7 separate regions of the Mus musculus genome follow, and all the other regions are linked to region 2. Evidence: chromatin contacts called from public Hi-C and promoter capture Hi-C data. All regions are on one chromosome and are shown on one strand. The core of a region is the stretch at or near the end of the contact, and the rest is flanking DNA. Distances in the headings are between cores, read along the strand shown.

Region 1 (3,696 bases), core at 556-3,055, 1.1 Mb before region 2:
TGGCGCTTGGCTGAAGTGCAGTTGTACTCAGTGAGACTAGCTTCTGGTTTCTGACCCTCAGCCTACAAAACTTTTCTGTATCTCTTGACTCCCCACCCCCACGCCCAGACCCTTGTGATTGTTACCCAATCCTTGATTGAAAGGGACAGATCTATTCACTATTCTCAAAGGCTATACACTCAGGGTCTGCATCTTGTGGCAGCAAAACGACAGACAAACGTTGAAGGGGAGGCTTCTACATCATTCCTAATGGGTACCTCTAAGATGACAAAAAGCTTATTGGCCAGAGAATACATTTTTGGGTTTGGTACCAAAGAGGCATAACGGGTGCCCTATTCTAAAGTGACAGGGAGAACCGACACCTGACCTGTTAGTCTAAACCGGGTGATGGACGTTAGTTATCCTGTGAAGTACTTGCATGAAAGGTCAAGACAGTCTCTGACCGATCTGGTTTATTCTCAGTTCCTCTTTGCCATCTCCAGAGATAAGCTTTGCCACATCCACCTCCTGTTTGGACTCCAGCTTCTCCGTTCTGTCACACCCAGAGTTGGTGATCAAAGATCAGACTTCTCCTGGGGACACAGCAGCCTGACTGAGAGAGCAGCTGCTCCTCCCTAGAATCTGTGGGCTCTGCCCCTGATAGGTCTCAGAAAGGAGAGTGTTCAGGCTGCATCCTTCATCCAGGTGTTCCATTGTGTTTGTGTGTGTCCTAGAAGAGCCACTCTCCTGGGTGCTGGCTACCGTTCTCCCGCCTACCTCCTTGAGGGCCATTTGTTCCATGCAGGCCTTCCTTTGAGGCCACAGTCTTGACCAGAGAGCTCTGAAGGAGCTGACAAGAACCTGCTGGGGCTCCCGCCGCAGGAGACAATAGATCACAGGGTTGAGGCAGCTGTTGCTGTGGGCCAAGCAGGTGGTGATGGGAAGGATGTAAGTATGAAAGGTGTAGAAAGTACTGTCCCAGGGCACCAGGTCAAACCTTACCAGAATTTCCCAGAGAGTGACTACATGGTTGGGAACCCAGCAGAGGGCGAAGGAAGCCACCAGGACACGGACAGAGCGGGCTACCACTCGGCTGTCCTGCCATTGTCGTGGCCTGCATCTTTGCTGCCGCTCTAGAAAGGCCAACAGCAGCAGGTAACTGGTGGTAATGACTCCCAAGGGCACGATGAAGGCCAGAACTACCCTCTGTAGCTGGTAAGCTCCCAGCCAGTATCTGCTGGGGAAACGCAGAAGACAGAGGCACACGCCCCACAACTCAACTTCAGCCCCAAAGATTGCTGTGGGCACAGTCACCAGGGCAGCTGCCACCCACACTGCCAGGGTGACCACACGGGCCCAAAAGACTGAGAGGTGACTACCTGGTCCCACAGCCATGGCTACCACCCAGTATCGCGCGATACTCAGTGCTGTGATTAGGAAGGTGCTGGCATAGATGCTGAGGACGGTGGTGGTCAGGACTACCTTGCAGAGGGCACTTCCGAAAGGCCAGTGGAAGTCCATTGCTGACTCGGTTGCCCAGAAAGGGAGAGTAAGGGCCAGCCCCAAGTCTGCTAGAGCCAGGCTGAAGACAAAGGTATCAGAAGACAGGCCGGGCACACGCTGACCACAGTTACCTAGAACCCACAGTACGGCCAAATTTCCCAGCAAGCCAATGATACCTACAAGTCCATAGGCCAGTGCAACCATGATCCTCAGAACAAGGAACTGGACAGGCATGGCAGCACCGTCAGTGCTCAGCACGCTGTCTCCAGAGCCATTGACCCAGAAGAGGGTGGGCAGAGAGGCAGAAGAATTGGATGTGGCCATCGCAAGACCGCGGAGGTTGCTAGAGCACAGCAGAGCAGAGGAACCAGGGAGTGCCCGCCTTCCGGCCTGGCAAGCAACCACCCGCCGCCGCTGTTGTCTCAGGAGAGCTCTTAGAAGAGCCCTTGGAATCTGGGTGTTGGTCTAGAGCTTCGGGTTGTAAGAGCCCCTGCCCATGCTCACACCTAAGAGGGACAGGTGTGGGTAGAACAGCCTGCTTCTTCCCAGTTGGACAACCGTGGTGGGTGGGGCAGTGCAAGGGAGGGCTATGTTCACACTGTCAACATGCATGTAATAGGGAAGGAAAGGGAAACAGTAGAGATGTGGAGCCAAACCAGAAGACGCTTTTTCTCTCTCCCCGGAGTGCAGAGAGCTCTCTGAGAAAAGGAGAGGTGTGAGGAGAGGTTAGGGAAGGAATATGGCATTAGAAAACCAGACTGGGAGTCAGAAAAAGAGAGAGGAACACACATCACTCAGAGTCCCACAGTTGCTGTGCCTTTCCTGTGTCTCTCTGATTGGGGCCCTGTGCTGCTTTGCTTAAAATGTTAATGGGGGCAGGCCAGAGATCGGGGCTGTTTGGGGAAAGGGGCCTGCTGCCAAGCCTGGTGATTTGAATTCAGTCTACAGGATCTGCATAGGAGAAGGATAGACATGCCACTCACAAGCTGCCCTTTGACCTCCACACTCATCTCACACACACACACACACACACACACACACACACACACACACAATTCTCCCCCCAAAAGTGTTAAGAAAATATACAATTCAGCGAGATGCCAAAGAGCTGTGGTCACTGCTACCTGCATGGCTGAGGCAGCTGGATCACCTGATCACCAAGGCCAAACTTGGCAGTACAACAAGGTATAATCTATATATAAATAAATACGCCCGTGGAGATGGCTGTCCCTGGAACCTGCCTACATAAAGGTAGGAGAGGACAGGCATCCCGGGGTTGTCTTCTGACTTTTATACATGCACAGTAGTATGTACCCCCCAGCACTACTAAATCTTCAAAATAAGATTAGATGGTGACAGGCTTAATGGTTTGCTGGCACACCCAGCCTGGTCTGTCTACTGAATTCCAGGCCAGACAAGGTTAGGTTCTGAAACCCTGTCTCAAAACCAAACCAAACAAGTTTGGGACTAGATATCAAGTACCTGCTTGTCGGCCCTGACAATGTGCACTGGGTGGTCAGGATCCACAAGGTGGGAGGAGAGAACAGATTCCTGAAAGTTGTCCTGACATTTGCCTGCATTCAGTAGCATACTGAACATCCATGCTCACACAGGCAAATACTATTTAAATAGTTTTAAATTGGGGCTAGAGATACCTAAGGAGTTAGTATCTTGCAGATGACCTGCGTGTGGTACCCAGCACCCATCTAGTATCTCACCGTCATCTATCACTCCAGTTCTAAAGAATTTGACCCCCTCTTTTGGTCTCCACTGGCTCGAATGTGCTACATGTCCATACGTGCAGACATACATATAAATAAAAATTCCTTACAGAAGTTAAATCAGATGAAGATAGTCCGTTGTTCAGGGAGCTAGCGTGAGTCCATACCTTGTTCTTTGCATGATGACTGTCATTTCAAGGGGAAGTTTGGAGCATTGGTCATGGAAGGAAGCAGGACAATGAACAGCTGTTATCATGCCAAGGGAACACTGCCAACTAAAACACAGGTCAGAATTCAGTGCAGTACCATGTGACCTTGATGCTAAGAAGGGGAAAGAAATGAGACGGAGGAAGTTGCAGTTCCCTGTATACCCCTTCTGGGCACATTGGACTTGTGAGGCCATAGGTGGATGACCACGGCCACACCTTCAGGTCTGCTCTACATCCCTGAACAGTCCTGCCAACCTGTCCCACCCCCACTGCCACTCCATTTT
Region 2 (4,183 bases), core at 30-2,529:
ATTTAGAATGCCTTGGACTTGAACCTGTCTTGTGCAATACATGATTGACCTTGGTTTTGCTTGGTTTGGGACAGGAGGTCTTCTTTCAGTATTGTTACATTGTTTCCCATCTGCTGCATTTGGCTGTGGTTTTTACTTCAATTGCTGTGTAATATCCTAAGGTGGGAACATCTGCTTATTTTAGTTTGATTGCTTTCAGTGTTGTGTAGCTTATCCTGCTAAATGCATATAATGGTTAAACCATGGGGTGTGTTTCTAAGTAATGACTTCCTGCAGTGACTGGGGTTGCTCCTTCTTGGTCCTCCTATGTGCTAGTTAATGGTGCCACACTGGTGAGTGGACAAGAACACCTACTCACTGTGACCTTTCCTGAGTTTCCCTGATGGCACAAGATTGAGCTCTTTTCCTGTGTTGATTGCCATTTTTTATCCCCCCCCCCCCAAGTTTCTGTTCCGCAAATTGTTTTACTTAGAGTGCACTATTATCCACTCACCTATGACTGTCTGGGACTCACTGTGCAGGGGATATAGGCGAGAACAGCCCTGCCCACTGGAGTGCCCCCGGGAGCACTGAAGGCAGGCAGCTATACCAAACAGGGAGGACATGATTGGGAGTGACTTTTGAGCCATCCATCTTGCCCAGACTGCTACATGCTGGGGCTTCTACTTACACTGTGTGTGCTGCTGGGTGCTGACGTTGTAGCATACACTAGATGCCCAGACTGCCATATGCTGGCCTACTTGCACCATGTGCTGGGTGCTGACACTGGTACAAACGCATCAGGTACCCAGGGATATGGAAGTGGAATTCCTCTGAAGTCTCAAAAACAAAACAAGGAAAGGGGGAGGAACATTCTAGGCTAAAGAACAGAATACGTGAAGGTAAAGAATTTTATCTACAAAAAGATAGGAAGTTTGGAGCAGCCAACAGGGGGAATGAAGGACAGGCTAGTGGGGACAGGGCATTGGCCAATGGTCACTCTAGGAGTGGACAGACTTGTAAATCTCGCAAGCAGTAGGGATTAAACACGGAAAAGGAACTTCCTCACAGGGCGGAGAGGGCGCTGTTGAGTGAAGCTTTCCAAAATACCGTGAACAAAAATAAGCTTGTCAGTGAAGTAAATAGCTCCCAAGCTCTCAGAGAACGTATATAGTGCCCTGCTAGTGGAGGTGGAGTGGTGAGGAAGGCGGTGGGCGTGGACTACGGCGGCCCAGCCCTTATGGTGGGCAGGATGCTGCTGCTCGGCTACCGGGAGCAAACCCCTCCCTCCTCTTGGCCCAACAGTTGGGCGGGGAAGCCTTTTCAAGGAAACGAAAGTGAACTCTGGGGAGCCAGCCATCTTACGGCCACAGGTGCGGGCCTTGCCGGCACTATGTCTCAAGGGTTCAGGGGACCCACAGGTAAGCCCGCGGGGTCTGCACCCTCATATCTGGCTCGCGTAGTGTGAATTACGAGGGTCACGTTCTCCTTCTCAAGCCGAACTGCCAGCCCTTCTGGGGATTTCTGTTCAGTTAGTTCTTGTAGCTTTGAGCAGTCTCAGGAAGGAGGCTGGTCAGAAGATAGACCAGCGTCTAAGCCAGACAAGGACCCAGGCCGGGGCAGACACCCCTTCTCTTTCTGCTAAGACCCCTGATGCCTTGCTGAGCCGCTATAGCCCAACATGAGCAACTTTTCTCATGATCCTCTTTGCTTTTTCAACTTCCTGAGAAATTTAAATTATCTCAACTAACCAGCAGGGGGAAGTCTTTTGCTTTATGGCCAAGAAGGGTGTCTTTCTGTAGCGCACTGGGTAAGCTTCGTGGAATTCTACTTAGCACTAAAATGAACTTGTGATGTCGTACATGAGCCCCAGCTGCAACGTTCTGAACAGAAAAACCCAGATTCCGAGGATTCATGCTGTGCACAGCACTGGATCTGTCATTCTGGAAAGCAGCGGGGATGGAAACTGACCCTGTGGTGGGATTAGGACTGTTCCTTGCCTTGGTTTGACCATGCTGGTTTGTTTGCTTTTGAGGCAGTTTCTACTTGTCTTGTGTTGCCTTGATTGCCCTTGAGCAAGCCACCAGTCTTTTCTCCCTAGAGCTGGAATTGCAGGCATGTCCCACCCAGGTTTATCCTTCAAAATTTTAAAAAGCTATATGGGATGTACCAATAGCCTCACACTTGATAAGCAAATGCTCTACTACTGTGTGTGTGTGTGTGTGTGTGTGTGTGTGTTGTAATTTGGGGGGTATGATGGTACTCATGAGGCAGAGGCAGGTATTTCTGAGTCCCAGGCCAGCCAAAGCTGTGTAGATGGCCTCAAAAACACAAACCAAAAAAACCCTACTCCAACAACCAACTTTTAATGTTGCAGATGTACAGGCACACTTGTACTTCTTTCTACGACAAAGGACAGCCTCGGAACTGGGCCCTCAGGCTTCCAGGAATTTTTCTTCTTGGTCCCCTATACCCTCAAGTGTCTCACAATTACTGATTTTTATACCACACTGTGTTTTGTTTTGTTTTTCTTGGGTTCTGGAGATTCAGATTCAGGTCCTTAAGATTGTGTGGCAAACGCTTTACTCACTGAGTCATCTCCCCAGCTCTTAATGGTGTGTGTGTGTGTGTGTGTGTGTGTGTGTGTGTGTCTACCTTCCCTCAAAATATTGCAGGCATCTGACTTGAAGGAAAGCACTTTTTACATATACTACAGTATGCACCTATGGATCATAGATGGTAAAGACAAAGGACTTATCTGTTGGTCCTAGAGATGGAAGGCAGGATTAGAATGGTGTTTGAAGAGCCATGTTTGATATTATATGTTAGGATGGTAAGATTGCCAGTCACGACAGAAGGCTGTGGCCCAGCTCCTGTAGCCTTCAGGCGAGTCAGGAAGGCTGTGAGCCACGTCAGAGATAGCACTACATGTTCTGTTTCCTTCTCTGGTCCTACCTCCCCGAAATAACTGAGTAAATTCCTTAGTTTCATTTCTTCTGTGCCTATTCTAGTGTTTGTGCATATATGAACTCACTCTCTCTCTCTCTCTCTCTCTCTCTCTCTCTCTCCCTTCTCTTCCCCCCCCCCCCAAACCAGGTTTTTTCTTTTCAACAGAAGAAAGCTTAACTTACATGTACTCTACCATTTACACTTTTCACATATACAAATTTTTTGTAGTAAAAATGCAAATGTATCCAACACAGATGTTCAGAAATTGTGACTAATGTTCCACAGTGTGAGGCTGTTATAACTTATTCAACTACTTTGTAGCTACGCACATATATTTCCCAGATTTTGTCTGAAAATAGCCATTTAAATCAAGAATGTAGTTAGGGCTGGAGAGATGGCTCAGCAGATAAGAACAGTGGCTACTATTGTGTCACATTGTCCAGTTCTGGGGGGAGGTAGGGTCTCTGCCTTCTGTGGACACCAGACACACATGTGGTGGACAGACATAAATGCAGGCAAAGCACCTATACACATAAAAATAAAATAAGTGTAAGAAAAGTAATTTATCTAGAAACTGACTTTAACCTTGAAATGAAAATGTCTTCTTTCTAAGTTCACTCAAAAAACTAATTGGATCTCCTACAGCCCCCATTGTTGAGCTATGTGATTGGGCTACTCATGTCAAGCACCATGACACCTCTGTCCCAAGCCCTGTGGGATGGGCGCAGAAAGAAGACCAGGGATGGTCTTGTCTGTATGGGCTTTGGTTCTGAATATGCTGCCCATCGTTATCTAGCCACTACTAGAAAATGCTCTCCACCTACCAGAAAAGAGTTTCAGGGTTTGATGGATACAAACATGTTATATAATAGTGATATAGGTAGGGTCACTAGACAAAGACATCATGTAGCTGAAAGGTGAAGATTGTGGTCACATGGGAATTGAGGAGCCCAGGGTTAGGTACCACAAAAGTGATTAGGACAGTAAGATTCCCAGTCATGACTGATGGGAAACAGAAGGCGGTGGCCCAGCTCTTGTAGCCTTCAGGAGAGTCAGGAAGGCTGTGAGGCACGTCAGAGACAGCACCTCATGTACTGCCCTCCACCCCATGACCTCTGTCACCACTGCTCCCCATCAGGCTGTTCATGGCAAGGTGTCCTTAGAGGCTGCCTCTGGCAGTTCCTGGGGAAGGTAAGAGGACCACTGGTAGTGGTGATGAGACCCTGCCTGTCTCCATATCCAGGTGAGCCTGGGT
Region 3 (3,698 bases), core at 220-2,719, 1.6 Mb before region 2:
GTTAGAGAGACAAGAGGAGCTAAATAAAGAATCCAAGGCCAGATGGATTCACAGACGAATTCTACCAGACACTCAAAGAGGATCTATAGCCAGTCCTTCACTATTACAAAAAAGAAAAAAGAAAAAAAAAGAGCTTGCCTGTGAGAGATTATCTTGGCCATGTTAATTGATTAGGTAGACCCTTTTTAATTGTGGGTGGGGCCATTCCCTGGACAGGGGACCCTGGAGTATACAAAATGGAGAAAAGGAGCAATTTCATATATGTGTATAAAGTGTTGTCATATTTATTCCTCATATTGTGTCATTTGAAATATTTCTGTATAGAAGGAATATTATCTCTATAAATAATCTTCACATTGACTTTGTTAGTTGTGTAGGAAGTCTTTTGTTTGTTGTTTGTTTTTCAAGACCCTGTTTCTCTGTGTAGCCCTGACTGTCCTGAAACTTGCTCTGTGGACCAGAGTTGGCCTCAAACTCACAGAGATCTTCCTGCCTCTGCCTCCCCTAGTATTAAAAGAATGTGCCACTCCAGGAGAAGTTTTTTTTTTTTTTCTTTTAAAGATTTATTTATTTATTTATTTATTTATTATATGTAAGTACATTGTAGCTGCCTTCAGACACACCAGAAGAGGGCATCAGATCTCATTATGGATGGTTGTGAGCCACCATGTGGTTGGTGGCTCAGAAGAGCAGTCAGTGCTCTTAACTGCTGAGCCATCTCTCTTTTTTTTTAAAATGACTTATTTAGTTACTTTTATTTTATGTGCATTGGTGTTTTGCCTGCATGTATGTTTGTGTGAGGATGTCGGACCCCCTGAGGCTGTAGTTGGGACAGTTGTAAGCTATTATATGGATGCGGGGAATTGAACCCGAATTCTCTGGAAAAGCAGCCCGTGGTCTTAACCGCTGATCCATCTCTCCAGCCCCAACCCTTAGCTGGCGATTTCAACCAGACTCCATGGTGGCGGGACCTCCTTTCCCTTCCCACACCCTTTTAATTAATCTGTTTTTCTGTCCTGCTCAAGATCAGCTGAAGCCTTCACTAGGAAGGTCTCTGCCTCCACTGCAGTGGATCTTTCCCTCTGTGCGGCATAGACCTCCAAGCTTTTGACTGTGCTATCTGTTGTTGCTGTAACAGCACTAGTCTAGAACATGTATATCCCTGCATTTGTCATCTAGTTCAGAGTAAAACACCAAATAGCACACAGGGAGGCCCAGGAATTCTATAGGAAGTAGGACAGGTTAGTGAAAGGAAGGGCAGCTGCAAGGACTATTTGTTAAAAAGCCAGATGAGCAGCGGGGCCTTAGAGAAAGCAAATCAAGAAACTGACCTAAGCTAGCTCACGATCTCTAAGAGGAACTACAAAACCCAGGGTTCCCTGCGGCACGAACGGGAAGCGTCCCATCCCGGCGTGACCGCAGTGAGGGGTGGTGTCCCAGCGGCGGGAGATTCAAAACTGGCAGGAGAAGGAACATGGAGCCGTGCGCGGCAGGCCGAGCTCGGACAGCCTGTGAGTGCGGGAAGGATCTGAGGGTGGAGCGGGGTGCTGCTGGCGGGGCTTGGTTTTCGCGGGATTGGCTGCCCGGAGCACTGCTCCCCCGGGAATTCGCCGAAGTGTGCTCCAGGTAACTGAGCTGCAAACCCTTCAAAGGGCGCACTCCCTTTTTCCCAGTTTCTGGGGCTCCAGGGTGGAGGAGTCTAGATGATCTAAATGGCCCCTTAAAACTCAGCAGTTACTGTATTTGCCAAAAAGTGCCACGGGACGGGATTCCGCATTGAGACGCTGCCTCCCAAATGACTTGACGCCTGATCACCTGGACGCTTTTTTAAAATGCAGAACCCGGAGGGCCGGTTTGGCAGCGCACTCCAGTAATTCCAACAGTTGCAAAGTGGAGGCCGAAGGTCAAAAGTTCATGGTCATTGTTAGCTACATAGTATAGAGAGGACAGCCTGGGCTACCTGAAACATGGTAACTCGGGCTGAGAAAAACTCGGGTTGGTGGGGAGGGTGGAAAGGATTCCACCTGACCATCTGAATGAAAAACAATGTCCATCCACCTCATGAAGGAACGGAAGCTCCAGGAAACCTGTTTGTTTGTTTGTTTGTTTGTTTTTGAGACACTCTGGTATGTGGGCGTGTGTGCAGGCAGGAGGCTAGCGCCTCCCTTGCTCAAGGCCCCTCCCATTCCACCTCGCTGAGTTCCCAATTCATAACTCTGAGGTGATGTCACTCACTTACTGGTTTATTTTCCATGCTTCAACAACCAACTCTTGTTCCTTTGTAAACTCCCTCAGAGCAATCAGGGGATTTTTCTGCTGTTGGCCAGCACTTTCAAATCTGTATTTGGAAGCGTGTGTCTGTTGAACTGCCAATTCAAATAAGCCCAGCCCTTCCTGAAGTCATACTGCAGGATATCCAAGATGAGGAAATGGGATAAGGAATAAAAATGACTGGAGTGCCCAGTCAAAGACAGAGAGACCATGCTGTCTCTTGCGTATTCTCTGAGCTCGGTTGTTCGTTGCTCCTGTGCGCAGCTGTCCCGTGTTTATGTTTATAGTGTGTTCCCCATGAAAAACATAGAGAGGTAGTAAGACTGTGGCTAAGGCAAAATAGGAGTACTCCGTAGCCCAGAAAGGTCTGGCATGAATGAATGACTGCGCTAATGGTTGATGATGTCAGCCATGCTCCCAAGGATGACAGTGAAGGGGGTTCATGAGAAAGATGGGAAGATGACTGGCTGCATAGGAGACAAGGAAATGTCTCTGGTACAGAAGGCTGCAGGATGCTCCCTGATAATGGGTACACTGGGAAGAACTGGGGCACGGAGAGGGTTTCTGTGCTCTGAGGGGACTGCTGAGGGAATATGTTCAGAGCTGAGGTCCCTGTCTTGGTTTTTGGTTTTTTTATGATCCATTTTTATTTATTTTTTATTTTTTGGTTTTTCGAGACAGGGTTTCTCTGTGTAGTCCTGGAACTCACTCTGTAGACCAGGCTGGCCTCAAATTCTTGTCTCTGAAGATTTTTTTTTCTTTCTTTTTTTGTTGAGACAGGGTTTCACTGTATAGCCCTGGCTGTCCTGGAACTCACTCTGTAGACCAGGCTGGCCTTGAACTCAGAAATCCGCCTGCCTCTGCCTCCCGAGTGCTGGGATTATGGACATGCACCACCACTGCCCAAGATCCATTTTTATTTATGTGCACGTGTCTGTGTGAATATACACCTTGTGTGTATGGGTGCCCACAGAAGCCAGAAGTGGGCATTGGTAGTTGTGAGCTGCCCAGCCCAGCGTGGGTGCTGGGTTTCCTATCTAACGCTGCATTCCTTGCCTTGTCTCCCCTCACGATTTAGATGAGCGCCTCACAGCTGAGGAAATGGATGAGCAGAGGCGACAGAATGTCGCCTATCAGTACCTCTGCCGGCTGGAGGAAGCCAAGCGGTAAGCAGGGTCCACTTCTCCTACCTGATTCCAGTCACCTGTCCCCAGAGCAAATGCAAACAGACAAGGGGCTGTGCTGCTGGAAAGGGCAAGTTAAAATAGTTTTGTCTAGCCATGCATGAGACCACACCCCTGTAGTCTCAGTGCTTAGGAGGTAAGAGGATTAAAAAAAAAAAAAAATCAAGGTCAGCCCAAAGGAGGTGGCTCAGTAAAGTGCCACTACTGGGGAGGCAGAGGCAGGCAGATCTCTGAGTTCAAAGC
Region 4 (3,870 bases), core at 268-2,767, 1.8 Mb before region 2:
TTAAAAGCCTTGTTAGGAAGCCGGGCGTGGGCGTGGTGGCGCATGCCTTTAATCCCAGCACTCCAGAGGCAGAGGCAGGTGGATTTCTGAGTTCGAGGCCAGTCTGGTCTACAAAGTGAGTTCCAGGACAGCCAGGGCTATACAGAGAAACCCTGTCTCGAAAAAACAAAAAACAAACAAACAAAAATGCTTTTAACCACATAGCCATCTTGTTAGTCCTAGACAAACATTTACCCTAAAACAGCGGTTCTCAACCTGTAGGTTGGGACCTCTTTGGGGGTTCACACTTCAGCTATCCCGCATATCAGGTATTTACGATTCATAACAGTAGTAAAATTACAGTTACAGAGTAGCAACAAAAGATACTTTTATAGTTGGAGATCACAACATGAGGAACTGTACTAAATGGATGGATGTAGGATCACGAAGGTTGAGAATCACCCCACCCACAAGCCTTGCTGGTGCTCTTCTGTGTGTGTGGGGGGGAGTTGGGGGGAAATGAGACATGTCTCAACACTCGTTAAGCTGGCTGCAAGTCAAGACAATTCTGCCTTAGTCTTCTGAGGGGCGAGATTACAGAAAGGTAACTTTATGTATGTCTGCCCTGTTTTGTTTCCCTCCCCTCCTTTTTTAAAGTAACATCGTCCAGTCCAGGCTGCCCTAGAACTTGTTTTGTAGCCCAGGGGAACCTTTTACTCCCGATTCTCCTGCATCTACTTCTTAGGTGACAGGATTACAAGGGTACACCACATTTGGCCAAGCACTTCCTCTTCCCCAACCCACTCTTTATTGCCTTTAGTGGAGGATATCCTATGGAACATCTCGTTTCTCGTATGTTTCTATGCAACTGTAGCATGGCCAAATGTTGGTTGTGGGGTTTCAAATGAAACAAACAAAACTTAAGTATTAGAGTCAGAAGGCTGGGTGAAAAGTATTCTAGTAGTCAACGCGTTCCTTATTAGGAAGAGATAAAAGCTGTCTCCACATTTTCTCTGCAGTGGGCTCCTATTCACCCCCCGCCCCCCAAGAAGCACCCCGCCCTCAGCCCGGTGGCCTCACGATGATGTAGGCGTCCAGGATGGAACGGTAGTGAGCTAGGACGCGGGTGAGGTCCACAGCCAGTTGCCTTCTCTCCTCATGCGAGAGGCCATGGGCTGAAACGCCCCGCATCCTGTGGCGTGAAATGTCGGTGCAAGGAGGGAGGAGGTGAGGAGACACAAGGTCGGTACCACGAAACCATGCAACCCAAACCGGACTCAATTCTGCACGCCCGACGCAAAGCAAGAACTCCGAACCCGCCCGACGACACCTCTCAGGGCGATCCCGTCCTATTACAAATCCTTAGAACAAGGCGCACTTGCCCAACGTCACGACTTCCACTGGGCCAAGCCATTTGCGCAGCCGCAGGGGACTCGGAGACGTCACAGAAGCGCGCCCAGCACCAGCTTACGGCGAGGGGGTCAGCTGCAGGTCCCACCCTCCCTCCCGGAAGTGGGACCACGGTTCCGGCGCACTCTGTTCCGCTTCCCGCGGCCCACCACCTTCGAGTTGTACCTCCACGGGGCCCGAGGGGCCGGGGAGCGCATCCCGCCCCCGCCCCCACCCACGCCGCCGCCGCCGCCACCGCCGTTCCCGCTGCTCACGCACTCCGAGTCGCTGGCCTCGCTGCCTGAGGTGGGGGCGCTGCGGGCGCGTGCGCGCCGGCCGCCTTCCCGTTGTCGCCCGCGTTCTTGCCGTCCCGGCATACGTCGGCGCGCGCCTGCGCCTGCATCCGGCTTCGGACGCTTGCGATCTTAGTGGGGAACCAACTTGGAGGTAGGTGTATAGGGTGTTCGGGAATAGTTCGTGGATCGTCAAGAATGTGGTGGCCGAGGTGGCTGGCCCTCCACTGTGTCCTTACTGTGGGAGACAGGTAAGGTATGTGAGGAGATCGCCCCCACGTGGAGCCGAGGGAGCGCGACACCTGGATTTGGTCTTCATTTCGTAGCACGCTGAGAATTCCTGGGTGATCCAGAGGGTATTTGTGTTGTTTCTTCTCACCACTGGTACTTAAAAGTCTCATCTGACGCCCTTGTTTTGACTTCATAGACATGATAGAGTCGATCTCCGTGGGTCCCACATCTTTTTATCCGCAGCCTCAGCACCCTCATTTTATGTAATTAGATTTATTATTTGTCTGAGTGTTTTGTTTGTATTTATGTATGTGTATCGTTTAATTGCCCGGGGCCTGCAGAGATCGGAAGGCATCTAGTTTTTTCTGAAGCTGGAGGTACAGATGCTGTGAACTACTACAACGTGGGTGCCTGGAACTGAACTTAATATCTCTGCGAGAGCAACAAGGTTATAACTACTAAGGCGTTTCTCCAGCCCCAGCATCTTTAGTTTTTAAAATGGCACAGAGATCCGGAGAAGGGAAATAACCCTTTTAAGACCAACCTAAAGGTGAATTGTGGAGGCTTCAGTAGTTAGCCGGGCTTTGGGGCTTGTGGAAGTTATCACTTATGTCTTCCAGAACTGATCTTCTTTTCTCTCAGGCCTATGGTGCGGGAATCAGGATTACTTTGTCCCCAAGGCTGATTGCAGACCTCCACATGTTGAACTATGGGATTCCACAGAGGATGAGCCTCTCATCCTTTTGCTATCAGTGAGCCATTCTTCCCAGCTTCCTCCCACCATCCACTGATCTCATGTCTACCATACTCCTGAATTTAGACTTTGGGCAACCTTCGAAAAAGGCATTTGGAGGAAATGCCAAACATCAACGCTTTGTCAAGAAGCGAAGGTTCTTGGAACAGAAAGGATTTCTGAATAAAAAGAACCAACCCCCTAACAAGGTGTCTAAGTTGAACTCAGAACCTCCAAAGAAAGGGGAAACTTCAAGAGTAGATGGCATTTTGAAGATCCTTCCATGCCCAAAGAAGAAAGAGGCAGCTGCCTCCAAGAGGGACTCAGAGCAGTCCAAAGACAAGAAAGCACCATTGTCTTGGCTGACCCCTGCTCCTTCAAAGAAGACTGCTTCTGTTGTGTCTAAAATAGATTTGCTAGGGGAGTTTCAGAGTGCCCTTCCAAAGACTAAGAGCACCCAGAAGAAGGGCTCCAAGAAGAAGTCCTTGAAAAAGAAAATTGCTACAGAGAACTCCACCCAAGCTCAGTCAAAGGATAAAGGCTCCAAGAAGAAGCCCTTGAAGAAAAATGCTGTACCGAACTCCACCCAAGCTCGTTCTGAAGATAAGTGCCCTACAGTCCCCCAAAACTTGCCAGGGAAGATGGTGGCAATAGACTGTGAAATGGTGGGCACAGGACCCAAGGGACGCGTTAGTTCCCTGGCTCGATGCAGCATTGTAAATTACAATGGTGATGTGCTGTACGATGAGTACGTCCTCCCCCCCTGCTACATCGTCAACTACCGGACCAGATGGAGTGGCATCCGGAAGTGCCACATGGTTAACGCTACACCCTTTAAGACTGCTCGGAGTCAGGTGAGGAGCGTGGGTCGAGACAGTAGAGAGAGGTCTGGAGAGGACTTTCAGCAAGTGATATTCTGGGGAGGTGTCAAAGGATGGTAAAGGGAGGGAGAATAATGTCACGTGATTAGGAAGGCTTCCTATTGGAGTAAGGATTAGTTTCTTTTTTACATGGATCCTACCACCTCAGTTGACCCAATCTGAAAGCTCACAGACATGCTCAACTTTGCCTTCTAGTATAATTCTATTAAGTAGACAGTTGTGTCACAAGTCCATCCCTGTCAACTTATGACCAAACATCATACTTTTTAGCCAAACTTTCCATCCTTGGTCCTCATAAGCTCATAGTTATCCTATAATACAAATTTATGGACTGGATTTAGTTCAATTTCAAACGTTTCGAACA
Region 5 (3,737 bases), core at 759-3,258, 1.7 Mb before region 2:
CCACTGATAATTATTAAGGCCAGAAGACTCCAATTTCAAGACAGAAAGTACCAAGTCTTTATTGAGAATCCTGCCTACCCACCTCCCTTACTGTAGACGGTAGACACACTCTGTGTCAGGGTAAGATGGCAGGTTCAGCTGGTACTTCTTCTCTAGAGCAGGTGGTACAAAGCGACCCCCAAGGTAATGATATCGGCCAGTAAAGTGAGTTGCAGACTTCTTGGGTGCCGTCAGTGAGATGAGTAAGTCTGGTTGGATTCCGCTAGGGTTTCCCTTCTCTACATCCCATCCTGAAGAGAGAAAGTAGTATAAGGACATACAGGTGGCCTGGTCCTAAGGAAGAGGGAAAGCCCTCAGTCCCATGTACTATCGGGCTCTGGTTTTCCACAGGGCCAGGCAGCATGAACTTTGCTCCCCAGCCCTAATGTGGGACAGTCCCCTGGGTACCAGCCTTAGCCAGGTTTGAGCACGAGTCTCCCAGCCACCTGAGTCTCAGCACCTGAGGGAATGTCGATGCTAGCAATGGGCACAGTGAGTCCACTCAAGACACTCAGGATGCTGTGGAATGGCTCCCGAACGTCACCCTTGAAACTGAAGCCGAAGATGGCGTCCACCACCAGCTCATACAGCTCGTCCACCATCATGGGCTGGGAGCGTGAGGGAAGGGGAAAGGATGTCAGGAGCTGCTGTCACCTAGGGAGGCCTGTCCCTGCACCCACTGACCACAGAAGCATGTATATAACTGGTTCCTAAGGCACAGTAAAGAGGAGTTGCTCATTCAGGACAGTCTGAATCCAGGCCTGAGTACCTACCTGCCTGTCACTGGTGAGAAGGGGTGACTGCCAGTCTCAGGCTTCCTGACACTGGAAGCCAGAAGAGACTAGTTCTGTTCTGCATATCAGTGTCTTCATCCATAGAATAAGCTGGGGCTTTCTGGTTTTTGTTTTGTTTTAATTTCTGACTTCCCACCCTTTAATCCATGCATCTACAGAAAAGGTTCAGGATGAGGCCCTGAGGGCCAGATTATTGTTAGATGCATGTTGTGGGAGTTGTTTGGCTGCAGAATAGGAGTGCCTGGAAAGTCGTGGAGCACACAGTCTGGAGGGGCTTCTACACCACTTTTTTTCAGAGAACACTTTTAGGGCAGACAGACACTAGGCAGGCCAGCTTGATCTGAAAATGGGAAGGGCAGGACAGGGGCAGTACTTACTGTAGAAACAGGCATCAACCCACCTACCTCTGGGGGCATTTCACCAAGGAAAGGAATGTCCATTTTCTGACACTGAGTCACTAGCCCAGTGAAGAGGGGCTTGTTAGGTCTTTTGGGGTAATAGATAGTTGGCTGGTAACCCTAGTTGAAAAGGAAAGTAGCCATTCAATCTCCGATCCCGAGTCTTCATACCTTGCCACAAAAAACTCCGTTCACATACTTACAAAAAGTTTGAGGTGTCGCGCACAGACCAGCCCATCCCCTCCGTTATTTCCGGGGCCACAGATGACCAAGACAGTCGGGGGACTCTTGGACATAGACGTGGGGGGATAAGCCTGAAGGCAGAAGTGCAGAGGGCAGTCACCGCTGTGTGCGCCACCGCCGGGGACCTCCCCACCTGCACCTCACTGAGGTTTCTCGCTGTGCCGCTTACCTTGGCAATAGCCGTGGCACAGCTCAACCCGGCCAGCTCCATGAGTTGATCCACGCTGAACTGATACTCGTTAAAAAGCTCTTGGTCCACGGCCTGAGCCTCCTCCTGACTGAGGGAAGTCCTGGCCTGAGTCCGCCCCTGGGGTGCTGGGGCCGCGGCCTGCCCTGCCCCGCCCCCGCGGGAGAGGGCGGCCGTACCTTAAGTACTTCACCGCAGCGCCCGCCATGGTCTCCGAGCCCCGGCGCTGTGTTCCCCACCAGATGGGCCTTGCACGACACACACTCTGCTGGCTGATGACCCGTGGCAGGCGCGAGCCCGCAACCAGCAGCCCCAGCCCCAGCAGCGTCCGCAGCCCGGACATTCGACTAGCAGAGCGCCGCTCGCACGGCGCATGCGCAGGGCCCGCCCCGCCCCAGAGCCTCTGCATCTAACCGTCCGTTCCTAGTCCCAGACTATCAGGCGTTCCGCCCACCTTCGTTCCGCCCTGCGTTCTCACCTTTCCCCGGCGTCGCAGAGTTCCAAACAGATGTGCTTCGCTCCCTCTGCAGTCCTGGCTGGCCACCATCTTGAAGCAGTTCTGTTGCCTCCTTGCTGAAAGGTGTGATTGCACGCAGTTTTTTAAAAATTAGTATCTTTGACCTCTCGCTGCCCCTGCTTTTTACAGGGTTTCTCTGTAGCCCTGGCTGTCCTGGAACTCACTTTGTAGACCAGGCTGGCCTCGAACTCAGAAATCCGCCTGCCTCTGCCTCCCAAGTGCTGGGATTAACGGCGTGCACCACCATGCCGACTTGTTTGTTTTTAACATTTAAAAATGCAAGGGTTGGAGGGAAGAGGCATGCACGTGCCTTGCTGCACATATAGAGGTCAGAGGACAATTTCTGTGCATCCGATCTCTCCATCCAAAGAGTAAGATCCGAGGATCAATCACAGGTTGTCAGTGCCCTTGCTCTTCAAGTGGTTTTGTGGACCTCTGCCCTGTCTGTTTTACTTATGTAATGTAGAAAATAGAATTTTTAAGGCTGTGATAGTGGCAGGAACTTTAGATTACTCCGGTAATTGTACTTCAAGTCCAAGGTTCTGTGGTCTTACGCAGGACCTCACCAGCTTTATTTTTCTGATTTCACTAGCATGTGAGTTACTCAAGGCTCCTTACAGATTTGCTGGAAAATATTTAGTTAGTTTATTTTTGGTCAGCTGATTTTGTTTTCAGTTGTTTCAGAGTATGGGTATGTGCGGTCACACAGGTGCCCTCGGGAACCAGAGGTGTCAGGTCCCCAGAACTACAAGCAGTACAAGCAGTCTCATGTGGCCTAGGCTGCCTTGGATCTTATGTCTTACGTTGCAAAAATGGCTTTAAATCCCTGATCCTCTGAGATTCTGGGTCTGAGCCACTGTAGCTGGCTTTATTTAAGTTTAGTGTTTGTTTGTTTGTTTGTTTATGTATAGGTTGTGAGCCATGTGGTTGCTGGGAATTGAACTCAGGACCCCCTGCTTGCTCTTGGCCCTCTTGTTCCGGTGGAAAGCTTTATTTATTATATGTGAGTACACTGTAGCTGTCTTCAGGACACGCCAGAAGGTGTCAGATCTCGTTACGGGTGGTTGTGAGCCACCATGTGGTTGCTGGGATTTGAACTCAGGTCCTCTGGAAGAGCAGCCAGTGCTCTTAACCACACTGAGCCATCTCTCCAGCCCTGAAGATTCATTTCTAAAACACAATGTGAAATATGTTTATTTGGCATAGATAATATGTTAAGCACTTACACATACCAGGTGCTAACATGAACCACCTCACTTCATAGCAACCTTAGTATTCCCGTTTCAAAGATTAATTAAAAAAGAAAAAAAGGAAGACCTGCCCACCTGCCCAGTGATAATGATGGCTGGTGGTGGAGCTGGGATCTCAGCAGGCTGACCTTACAGCCTTCTGCAACTTATCCTGTTGATTTCATTCTGATGGGCTGTGACTATAGAACAATACAGAAAATATCCCATCCACAGAACTCAGGAGACAACCAATGAGAGCTGTTTCTACAATCGCTGCCTCCCCTTTATTGCCAGCATGCAACCTTTCAGGTTTTCTTAATTCTGCCAAAC
Region 6 (4,049 bases), core at 1,401-3,900, 1.4 Mb before region 2:
CCCAGCATTCAGGAAGCTGAGGTAGGAGGATTCTCCTGGGTCCAAGGCCAGACTGGACTACAAAGAAATGCCCTGTCTCACTGCATAAGAGCTTTTGCTCTTCCCAGAAGAAGCAAGTTCAATTCCTAGCATCTACATTTGGTAGCTCATTCTTAACTCCAGTTCCAGGGGATCCAAAGTCCCTCTTTAGCCTCCTTAGTTACTCCCACACATGCATACACACATAAATATCAGATCCTAGCCTGGTCTATATAGCCTAGTCCAGGCTAGCCAGGGCTACATAGGATTTTTTTTCCATAGGACCTATGATTTCAGTTTAGTAATTGCCATTATATGGAAACGAGTTCTCAAACAGGTGAATATAATTGATAAATCTCAGAGGTGAATATGATCTAGCATGTAAGAGCCAGGCATGTTGGTGTATACCTTTAATCTCAGCACATGGCTAAATTGATAAAGAGTTCCAGGACTACACAGAGAAACCCAGTCTCCAAGTGTGTGTGTGTGTGTATTGCAGGGTATTGCAGAGATAGCTCAGTGCTCTTCCAAAGGACCCATATTCAGTTCCCAACACCCACTGTACCTTACAGTTCCAAGGAATCGGATACCATCTTCTGGTTTCTTTTTAAGTTTAATAATATACTGGTTTCTCTTTCCTCAATTCCTATCACTTTGTTCTTCACAAAATAATTTGTAATCCCAGCAATTAGAAGGCTGAGTCACATATAAAACCTGGTTTCAAGAACAAAAACTGGCTCTTAATCTTGCCTCTCTCTTGCCTCTGCCCTCTTGCTCCCCCTCTCTCCCCATTACCTTACCCCCTTCCTCCATGTGGTCATGGATGCCTCTACTTCTCTCTCTCTGCCTTTCTCTGCCTCTACTACCCTCTTAACTCCCCTCCCCATGCACTGAATAAACTATACTAAAAAAAAAAAAAGAAAAAGAACAAAAACTGGCCTAGGTGGAGTCATGCCTGTAATCCCAGCACTCTGGAGGCAGCAGCAGGCAGATCTCTGAAAGGACAGCCTGGTCTACAGAACAAGTTCCGAATAGTCAGGGCTGGGCTATGCAGAGACCCTTGTCTCTAGGTTAGAACCTAGTGTCTAGGTTGCGTGTATAAGCTCTGTCAAAGCACTTGCTTAACATTATCATGTAAGTAATCCTGATTCTTTTTTTTTAACAAGGTCTTCTATGTAGCCCTGGTTAGCTAGGATTAAAGGCTTGTGCCAGAACACCTGGTTCAAATTTGTACTGTGCATTAGTCTAACAGATTTAAGTTGGAGATGGAGAAAATGCTCAGTAATGAAGAGCACTGACTTCTTCCAGAGGACCCAAGGTTTGATTCCCATCATCTCCATGGTAGCTCACAGCCATCTGTAACTCCAGCCTCAGAGGATCTGACATCCTCTTCTGGTCTCTGAGGACACCAGACACAGACAGACATACAGGCAAAATACTTTACATGTTAAGATTTTAGGAAAAACAGGCTGGTTGTGGTGCTCATGCCTTTAATTCCAGCAGAGGAGGTAGAGGCAGGCAGGTGGATCTTTAATAGTTCAAGGCCGGCCTGGTATGTATAAAGAGTTCCTGGACAGCCAGTCCCTGCCTACTTGGTAATCTAATAAATGAAATGCATTTACCTGCTGAACATCTCATGCCCCAGACCTTGAATTTCTGGTCTTCCTCTTCTCACCTCTTGGCTGGAATTAGGGTGTCTTGGTCCCCTTGTAGAAACAAGCCTCCATTCCTGTTTGGTTCTGTTTTCTGAGACTACCATACCTAAGGATTCTTTTATTATTCTTTTACTTTTTTTGTTTGTGTTTTTGTCTTTGTTTTTTCAAGACAGGGTTTCTCTGTGTAACCCTGGTGTCCTAGCACTCACTTTTCTCAAACTCAGAAATCCGCCTGCCTCTGCCTCCCAAGTGCTGTGATCAAAGGTGTGCGCCACCACCGCCCGGCATTCTTTTACATTTTACTGCACTTGTTTTATGTGAGCAATGCACAGAATGCATGTGTAAATCAGGTTACAGCTTCTGGCAATTATTTTTCTCCTTCTACCGCGTTGGTCCTGAATATATATCCAACTCATGTTCAGTTTAGAGCAAATGCTGAGGCATCTTGCTGACCCCCAAGGGTTCTTTTATATCCAATTCCTCTCTATATCTTTCCTTTTTTGTTTTGAAGATTTTTTTTTATTATTATATCTAAGTACACTGTAGCTGTCTTTAGCTGCACCAGAAGAGGACGTCAGGTCTCATTACGGATGGTTGTGAGCCACCATGTGGTTGGTGGGATTTGAACTCAGGACCTTCGGAAAAGCAGTCAGTGCTCTTAACCACTGAGCCATCTCTCCAGCCCTCTCTATATCTTTCTAGCACAGAGCAGTAACATACAAATTACTCTGTTAAATTGTGTGGAAATTTTAATCTGGGTTTATTCACCAGAGGTGATGTAGGTGGGGCCGGTAGGGTGTCTGCAGTAAGGTAGGAGTATGTTTGCACAGCTAGTCTAGGATGCCTAGGCCAACCTGTTGATGATAAAATACCTGTTCACCTTGAGCTTTCGGGAGGCTATTCCAACTTAAACAGATCTGGGTTAATAGAAGCGGCCCCTTTAAGAACTTTGTTGGCCCGCCCTCAAAAGGGATCAGCAGGAAAGGAGTCATGTGACTCTGAGGCTCTTCCGCTGAGTTTAACTAGCTGTGGCTGTATGTTTCGCTGTTGGGGACCTCACTGGGGCTGGGTCCCCTGTGCCCCTACCCCATGGCTCCTTTTGAGTCTACTTGTGTGTTCAGCTCCATTTGGCCTGCAGGGAGAAGAGACTCGCCAGGTAAGGGCTCTGGAACTGAAGTTATAGATGTTTCCGGAAATCCTACCTTTCTAGGATGACCGGAATCTGGGACAACAGAGGGGTGGAAGGTGGATGCAAGAGAGATAACAACCCAGAGAGCTCAGTGTGGAGTCACGAGTGATTGGAAGAATTGTGGAGGGGTCAGGCATGACTGCGTCCTGCTTTCTGACGATGTCTGAGCCATGGCTCAGCCATTGTAGCCCAGGAACAGGCAAGTTTGGGGACTTAAAAGCCTTGTTAGCTCTGAGCCCTCTGAGTAATCCTGGATCCACCCTATGTTCTCAACCCTACATCTGCCCCTGATTCCAAGTTCCCCTCAGTTTCTACATTTCCCTCTTGCCTGGTCCTCAAGAGCCCTTGCATTGCCCAGGTCCTGTCCTCCACCTACAAGCTGCAGCTTTGCCTGTGAGCATACCTGATCTTGCTCCTTCCGCCCCACTACCCCGTGTTCCAGGTATCTATGGAGGTTATTTCCGGCTGGCCAAATCCACAGAACCTGCTTCATATTCGGGCAGTGGGCAGCAACTCCACCCTGCACTATGTGTGGAGCAGCCTGGGGCCTCCAGCTGTGGTGCTGGTGGCCACTAACACCACTCAGAGTGTCCTGAGTGTCAACTGGAGTCTCCTGCTGTCTCCCGATCCTGCTGGGGCCCTGATGGTGCTCCCCAAGAGCAGCATACAGTTTTCTTCTGCTCTCGTCTTCACCAGGGTGAGGGTCTGAAGGAGCCCAGAGAGAAGATCACAAGAAGAGAGTCCATCCTACCCCCAGGGCGAGGGACGGGTTTAGCCCAGGGTGGGTGAAGTGAATGCAGTTTTGGGTGGGGTGACTGGGAGGGATATTCAAGAGAAAGCCAGAGGGAGGCAAGCCTCTTCCACTCTACCCTGTCCCCAGCTGCTTGAGTTTGACAGCACCAATGCGTCCGAGGGGGCACAGCCTCCAGGAAAGCCATACCCTCCGTACTCCTTGGCCAAGTTCTCCTGGAACAATATCACCAACTCATTGGATCTTGCCAACCTGAGTGCCGATTTTCAAGGCCGCCCTGTAGATGATCCTACTGGAGCATTCGCCAATGGCAGCCTGACCTTCAAGGTGAGGCTATGGGGAAGGAACTGGAAATGACTGATGAGGGTGGGAGTATCTGTCCCTCAAGCTCCATTCTCCCCACATGGCTTCCTTCTCCTTCCAAGGTCCAAGCCTT
Region 7 (4,022 bases), core at 673-3,172, 1.2 Mb before region 2:
TAAGATCCCCTGAGGACTGGTGTATCTTTGTTGTATGGGGTGGGGTGGGGGGGTGGGGGGAGATTCCAGTGGGGTGCCACCCTGCCCGCTCCACCTTCAGTCTGTCCCTTTCCCTTTCAGCAGCATCCTCTCTCCACTCATAGATTCTGCCCTTTGTTTTCCTCCCCGATCAAATCCCCAAGGCTTTTTTGGTCATTAACCTCCTGCCTTAATTGGTTTAGTGAGGAGGAAATCAGAGATGGGGCAAACTCTGGGGGGAATCTGGTTTCAGTGAGGACAGGAAAGCTGCAAACAGCTGTTAGCCCCACCGTCACCTGGTCTCCAGTAGAAACTTTCTCCAAAGAAACTCCCAGCGCCCAAGTCCAGGTTCCTGGGAGAGAGGTGAACAGGAGTCAGAAGCCTTCCTCCACTCCTGCTGGAAGGCGAGAGCATCCACTCCCATAAAGTCCTCCATGTGGGGCACCTCCTCCCCTACTCTAGCTAGCCAGGTCCCTCAGCTCAAAGTTCTCCTTCACCATCTATACCGAAGGGGGAGAGCCACAACTCTCATACCCACCGACCACTCAGCTCAGACTCCAGCCTTCCCAAATGCTGTGCAAACGCACTTTCCAAAAATCAGCTTATAAGGACCGGGCCTGAGCTCAGCCCTCCTGGCCTTTGGCCTCACTGTGCCTCCTGACATCCCCATTGTCAATCTACTGCCCTACCTTCATGCAAAACTTTTCCTCTAGACTAGCTCAGATTTCCCAAAGGAAACCCCTCGGGCAGGGGCGGGACTCCTACCCACCCAGCATACCCATCTACTGTGATCCAACTTGGGGAGGTGACTCCTTGAGCCTGACCACAAGACCTTTAGATCCCATCCCTCTCTTGAAAGAAAAACAAAAACAAAAACCAGAAGATACAGAGTAGGGGGGAAGTAAAAAAGAAAGAAAGAGAAAAGAATGCAGTACACTCTAACTCCCCTCTTAACAGTCAAATCTTAAAAGCTTATTTATGATCTCTTTCGCCATATTTCTAGGGTTAAAAGGGCTGAATTACTGGTTTATAAAGGAGGCAAAGGAAACAGCGAAATGACCGTCCTAAGGGACAAAAGATTTCCTCCACTATATTCGAGGCTCAGGTCTAAAAAAGTAAAAATAAAAAACCTGGGTTCTCAGGGGCCCCCAATCTCACTCCTGTTACTCAAGGTTCAAGGCTCCAAATTAAGCCATACGAAGCCTCTAGGACCCTTCTGGCTTCCCGGATCAGCCCCCACCCCCATCCTCTCCCTCCACGCCTCCTCATCCTCCCCGGGTCACTGCACGGACCACGGGGGCACGAACTAACTCACCTCCCAGTCGTGGCCTCTGAGATCCCGGAACTGGGGGGCTGGGGGAGGGGGAAGGGCTTGCTACCTCCGAGAAGAGAGGGAACCACATCCTCTACCGGGGGTCCCACCCCCAACCGAACGCCCCTTCCTGGCCCCCACACAGCGCAGAGACCTGCTCCTCCCACTGTAGCGGCCGCGGGCTTTGTCTGCTCCACCAGCTCTCTCCCAGAGGCCCGAGCCCGTGGACTCCGCGATCGCGCGCGGGAGGAGGGAGGGCACTGCAGCCACGAGGCCGCTCCGCCCCGGCCCTCATTACCATAAGAAAGAGGCCCGGGACCCGCGGGCAGAGGAGAAACGCCTTTCCACACCCGCTCCCTTCCCGCATACTGCCAGCTCCTAAAATTTCTCGGACCACAACTCCCAACCCACCCGAGGCTTTTCCCGTGACCAGTGGGCAGAGCCCGAGGGGCGCAATCCCCTTCTTGCCCGGGTTGAGGAATTCCTCCCCGCGCCCGAGGGCGGGAAACTACAACTCCCGGCATGCCCCGGGCGCCCCCGGCGCGCCCCCCTCCCGTCAGTTCCATGCTGCTCCATCCAGTTCATTTAAAACAAAAGAGTTTGAGCGCTGGAAGGGGCTGGGCTCTATTGGGGGCCACTGAGCGACGCTCCGGGACTGGGGCTCGGTGCGGGAACCTAAGGGGGCGTCTGCTCGGCGGAGGGTAGAGACTCTGGGTCCGAGGCGGAGGGGTGGGGGCTAGGGCCCGCAGCCCCCCACCCCACCCCGTCACCCCGGAGCGAGAGGAGATCTGCTTTCTTGGTTTTGCTTCTTTTCCCCCACCCCCACCCGGGGGCTGGGGCGAGGGGAGTCAGGTTACAGGGTGCTTGGGGAGGGGGGCTTAGGGGTGGGTCTATCTTTCTATCTCGCTTTCTTCCCCCCTCCCCAGCTCTTTGTTCCCCCTCCCCACACACCCCCTCCTCTCCTCTCCCCTCCCCTCCTCTCTCCTCTTCTCCCTTCCACCACCTCTCTCTCTCCCTCTCTCCCCCAGCTTTTGTTTCGCCATGCCTAGTCTAGTGGTATCTGGAATAATGGAAAGAAATGGGGGCTTTGGAGAACTAGGATGTTTCGGGGGAAGCGCTAAGGACCGAGGGCTGCTGGAAGACGAGCGCGCCCTTCAGCTGGCTCTTGATCAACTCTGCCTCCTGGGTTTGGGGGAGCCCCCCGCCCCCACGGCGGGCGAGGACGGGGGAGGTGGGGGGGGCGGCGCCCCCGCGCAGCCGGCCGCCCCCCCGCAGCCGGCCCCGCCGCCGCCGCCCGCGGCGGCCCCGGCCGCCCCGAGCGCGGCCCCCGCGGCGCAGACGCCCCAGCCCCCCACCGCCCCCAAAGGGGCGAACGACGCCAAGCTCTGCGCGCTCTACAAAGAGGCCGAGCTGCGACTGAAGGGCAGCAGCAACACCACGGAGTGCGTTCCCGTGCCCACCTCCGAGCACGTGGCCGAGATCGTGGGCAGGCAAGGTAAGCGGGCGTCTGGACACTGCGAGGGTTGGAGTGGGGGCTTGCTGTCCCCGGCACGGAAAGTTCATCGCTTCCTTCTTTGCGCGCCTCTGGCTCTGTCCCTTCCCGACAAAGGGGGCCCCGCCCCCTGCCCAGATTCCAAGTGCCACAAAGTTCCCTGCTACCCCTAGTCGGGACGACTCTCGGGACCCTTCCTCCCCTGGGGCTCCGCCCGTAGACAAAGAAATATCCTGGAACTGGGAGAGGAAAGGGGAGGGGGAGCTGCCTCCCAATCCCAGGGTCTGTGCGGAGGGGGTGTCGGCTCCTGGCTGGAAGGACTGACGGAATGTGCAATTACTTGGGAGCCCCTACTCTAGTTTCTGCTTGTATACTGGGGAGGGGGCACTCCTGGGACCTTCTGCTGTTGGAGTTGGGGACTCTGAGGGAGACCTAGTCCACGAAGCCCGACTGAAGAGCTGCCTCTTTGTTGGGCTGAGTGTAGGAATGAAAGGGGGTGTGGCCCAGGGGAGGGTCCCAGTCTGGGGAGAGGTGATGAGGGAGCCCTTGGCAAAGAGGGGTCCCTTGGTCGCTTACACACCGAAGTTGGAGGGCCCCTGTGTTTGGGGAGGGGAATTTCTGAGGAAGTACCAGTCTTGGCGTGGGCCTCTCCTCCTCCGTCTTGCTTTTGTTCTGGGCTGGCCACGGCCTGGAGCTAGGGGTCTGCAGAGAAGTCTCTGAGTGAATTCATGGGACAGGCCAGGAAGGGCATGTCGGTGAAGGGGGACAGGACAGAAACCTCCACTTGGAATATGGGGGGGGGGTGCGTGTCTGGGTGTGCTGGGAGGGGTGTTGAATTAAGCCAATGGAGTATGTTACCACACCCTCCCAGCCCAGCATCCCTGGATGGGTGGGAGTGTTGGTAAGGACCCAAATTGAACAACCTGGATCTTAGGGACCCTTCCCCTCCTAGCTTCTTGTGGGGGGGGGGCGGGATTTGGATATGGCAAAGGGGCTGGGCTGGGAGGTGGAGTGGGGGGAGGAGCTGTCCCACGGTGGGGAACAATGGAGGGGCTGCATTCCGCGGGAGTAAAGAAGAAGGCCAGTTCCTGGCAGTGGAGGGGAGGCAGGCTGGGGCCCCTACCACATATTCCACTTCATCCATCCCAGTGTTGGGGCTGGAGGATTTGGAGTGGAGGAGGGGAACTTGCCCCTCCCCTG

The links. Promoter capture Hi-C pulls out the DNA fragments that hold promoters and counts their contacts. Hi-C and Micro-C count contacts between places; a contact is called where the count stands out from the background. Capture Hi-C pulls out chosen DNA fragments and counts their contacts.
Region 1: a promoter capture Hi-C map of liver shows a contact between it and region 2, with 3 times the contacts expected there. The contact joins the promoter of Rxfp4 here to the promoter of Adar in region 2. A contact is called at or near these places in 1 of 39 promoter capture datasets (liver) and 1 of 115 datasets of contacts at active chromatin or transcription factors (pancreatic cancer cells).
Region 3: a promoter capture Hi-C map of liver shows a contact between it and region 2, with 2.2 times the contacts expected there. The contact joins the promoter of Iqgap3 here to the promoter of Adar in region 2. A contact is called at or near these places in 2 of 39 promoter capture datasets (liver and pre-B cells) and 1 of 9 other capture datasets (liver).
Region 4: a contact with region 2 is called in a Hi-C map of B cells, with 7 read pairs. The contact joins the promoter of Isg20l2 here to the promoter of Adar in region 2. A contact is called at or near these places in 2 of 39 promoter capture datasets (liver and pre-B cells) and 1 of 484 Hi-C or Micro-C datasets (B cells).
Region 5: a contact with region 2 is called in a promoter capture Hi-C map of liver, with 2.8 times the contacts expected there. The contact joins the promoter of Naxe here to the promoter of Adar in region 2. A contact is called at or near these places in 2 of 39 promoter capture datasets (both in liver).
Region 6: a contact with region 2 is called in a promoter capture Hi-C map of liver, with 2.6 times the contacts expected there. The contact joins the promoter of Glmp here to the promoter of Adar in region 2. A contact is called at or near these places in 2 of 39 promoter capture datasets (both in liver) and 1 of 9 other capture datasets (liver).
Region 7: a contact with region 2 is called in a promoter capture Hi-C map of neutrophils, with 3 times the contacts expected there. The contact joins the promoter of Mex3a here to the promoter of Adar in region 2. A contact is called at or near these places in 2 of 39 promoter capture datasets (liver and neutrophils).

What each region holds. Positions count from the first base shown.
Region 1 is chr3:88,651,337-88,655,032 of GRCm38.p6, forward strand. Rxfp4 (relaxin family peptide receptor 4) reads right to left here and starts at 1,806. Exons shown (of 1, transcript NM_181817.1): 1 at 562-1,806. The coding sequence starts at 1,806. The coding sequence ends at 562.
Region 2 is chr3:89,729,439-89,733,621 of GRCm38.p6, forward strand. It overlaps Adar (adenosine deaminase, RNA-specific), which reads left to right and starts at 1,280. Exons shown (of 15, transcript NM_001146296.1): 1 at 1,280-1,400. The coding sequence starts at 1,373.
Region 3 is chr3:88,080,582-88,084,279 of GRCm38.p6, forward strand. It overlaps Iqgap3 (IQ motif containing GTPase activating protein 3), which reads left to right and starts at 1,470. Exons shown (of 38, transcript NM_001033484.1): 1 at 1,470-1,511; 2 at 3,350-3,437. The coding sequence starts at 1,475.
Region 4 is chr3:87,928,797-87,932,666 of GRCm38.p6, forward strand. Isg20l2 (interferon stimulated exonuclease gene 20-like 2) reads left to right here and starts at 1,518. Exons shown (of 4, transcript NM_177663.4): 1 at 1,518-1,815; 2 at 2,535-3,479. The coding sequence starts at 2,688. It overlaps Rrnad1 (ribosomal RNA adenine dimethylase domain containing 1), which reads right to left and starts at 1,399. Exons shown (of 8, transcript NM_153562.4): 1 at 1,060-1,399. The coding sequence starts at 1,170.
Region 5 is chr3:88,056,487-88,060,223 of GRCm38.p6, forward strand. It overlaps Naxe (NAD(P)HX epimerase), which reads right to left and starts at 2,009. Exons shown (of 6, transcript NM_144897.3): 1 at 1,841-2,009; 2 at 1,644-1,752; 3 at 1,435-1,545; 4 at 1,238-1,351; 5 at 500-647; 6 at 37-290. The coding sequence starts at 2,004. The coding sequence ends at 88.
Region 6 is chr3:88,322,373-88,326,421 of GRCm38.p6, forward strand. It overlaps Glmp (glycosylated lysosomal membrane protein), which reads left to right and starts at 2,651. Exons shown (of 6, transcript NM_020003.1): 1 at 2,651-2,829; 2 at 3,305-3,559; 3 at 3,743-3,940; 4 at 4,039-4,049. The coding sequence starts at 2,710.
Region 7 is chr3:88,530,024-88,534,045 of GRCm38.p6, forward strand. It overlaps Mex3a (mex3 RNA binding family member A), which reads left to right and starts at 1,923. Exons shown (of 2, transcript NM_001029890.3): 1 at 1,923-2,825. The coding sequence starts at 2,372. It overlaps Gm38618 (a long non-coding RNA gene), which reads right to left and starts at 1,857. Exons shown (of 2, transcript XR_867447.3): 1 at 1,334-1,857; 2 at 1-370.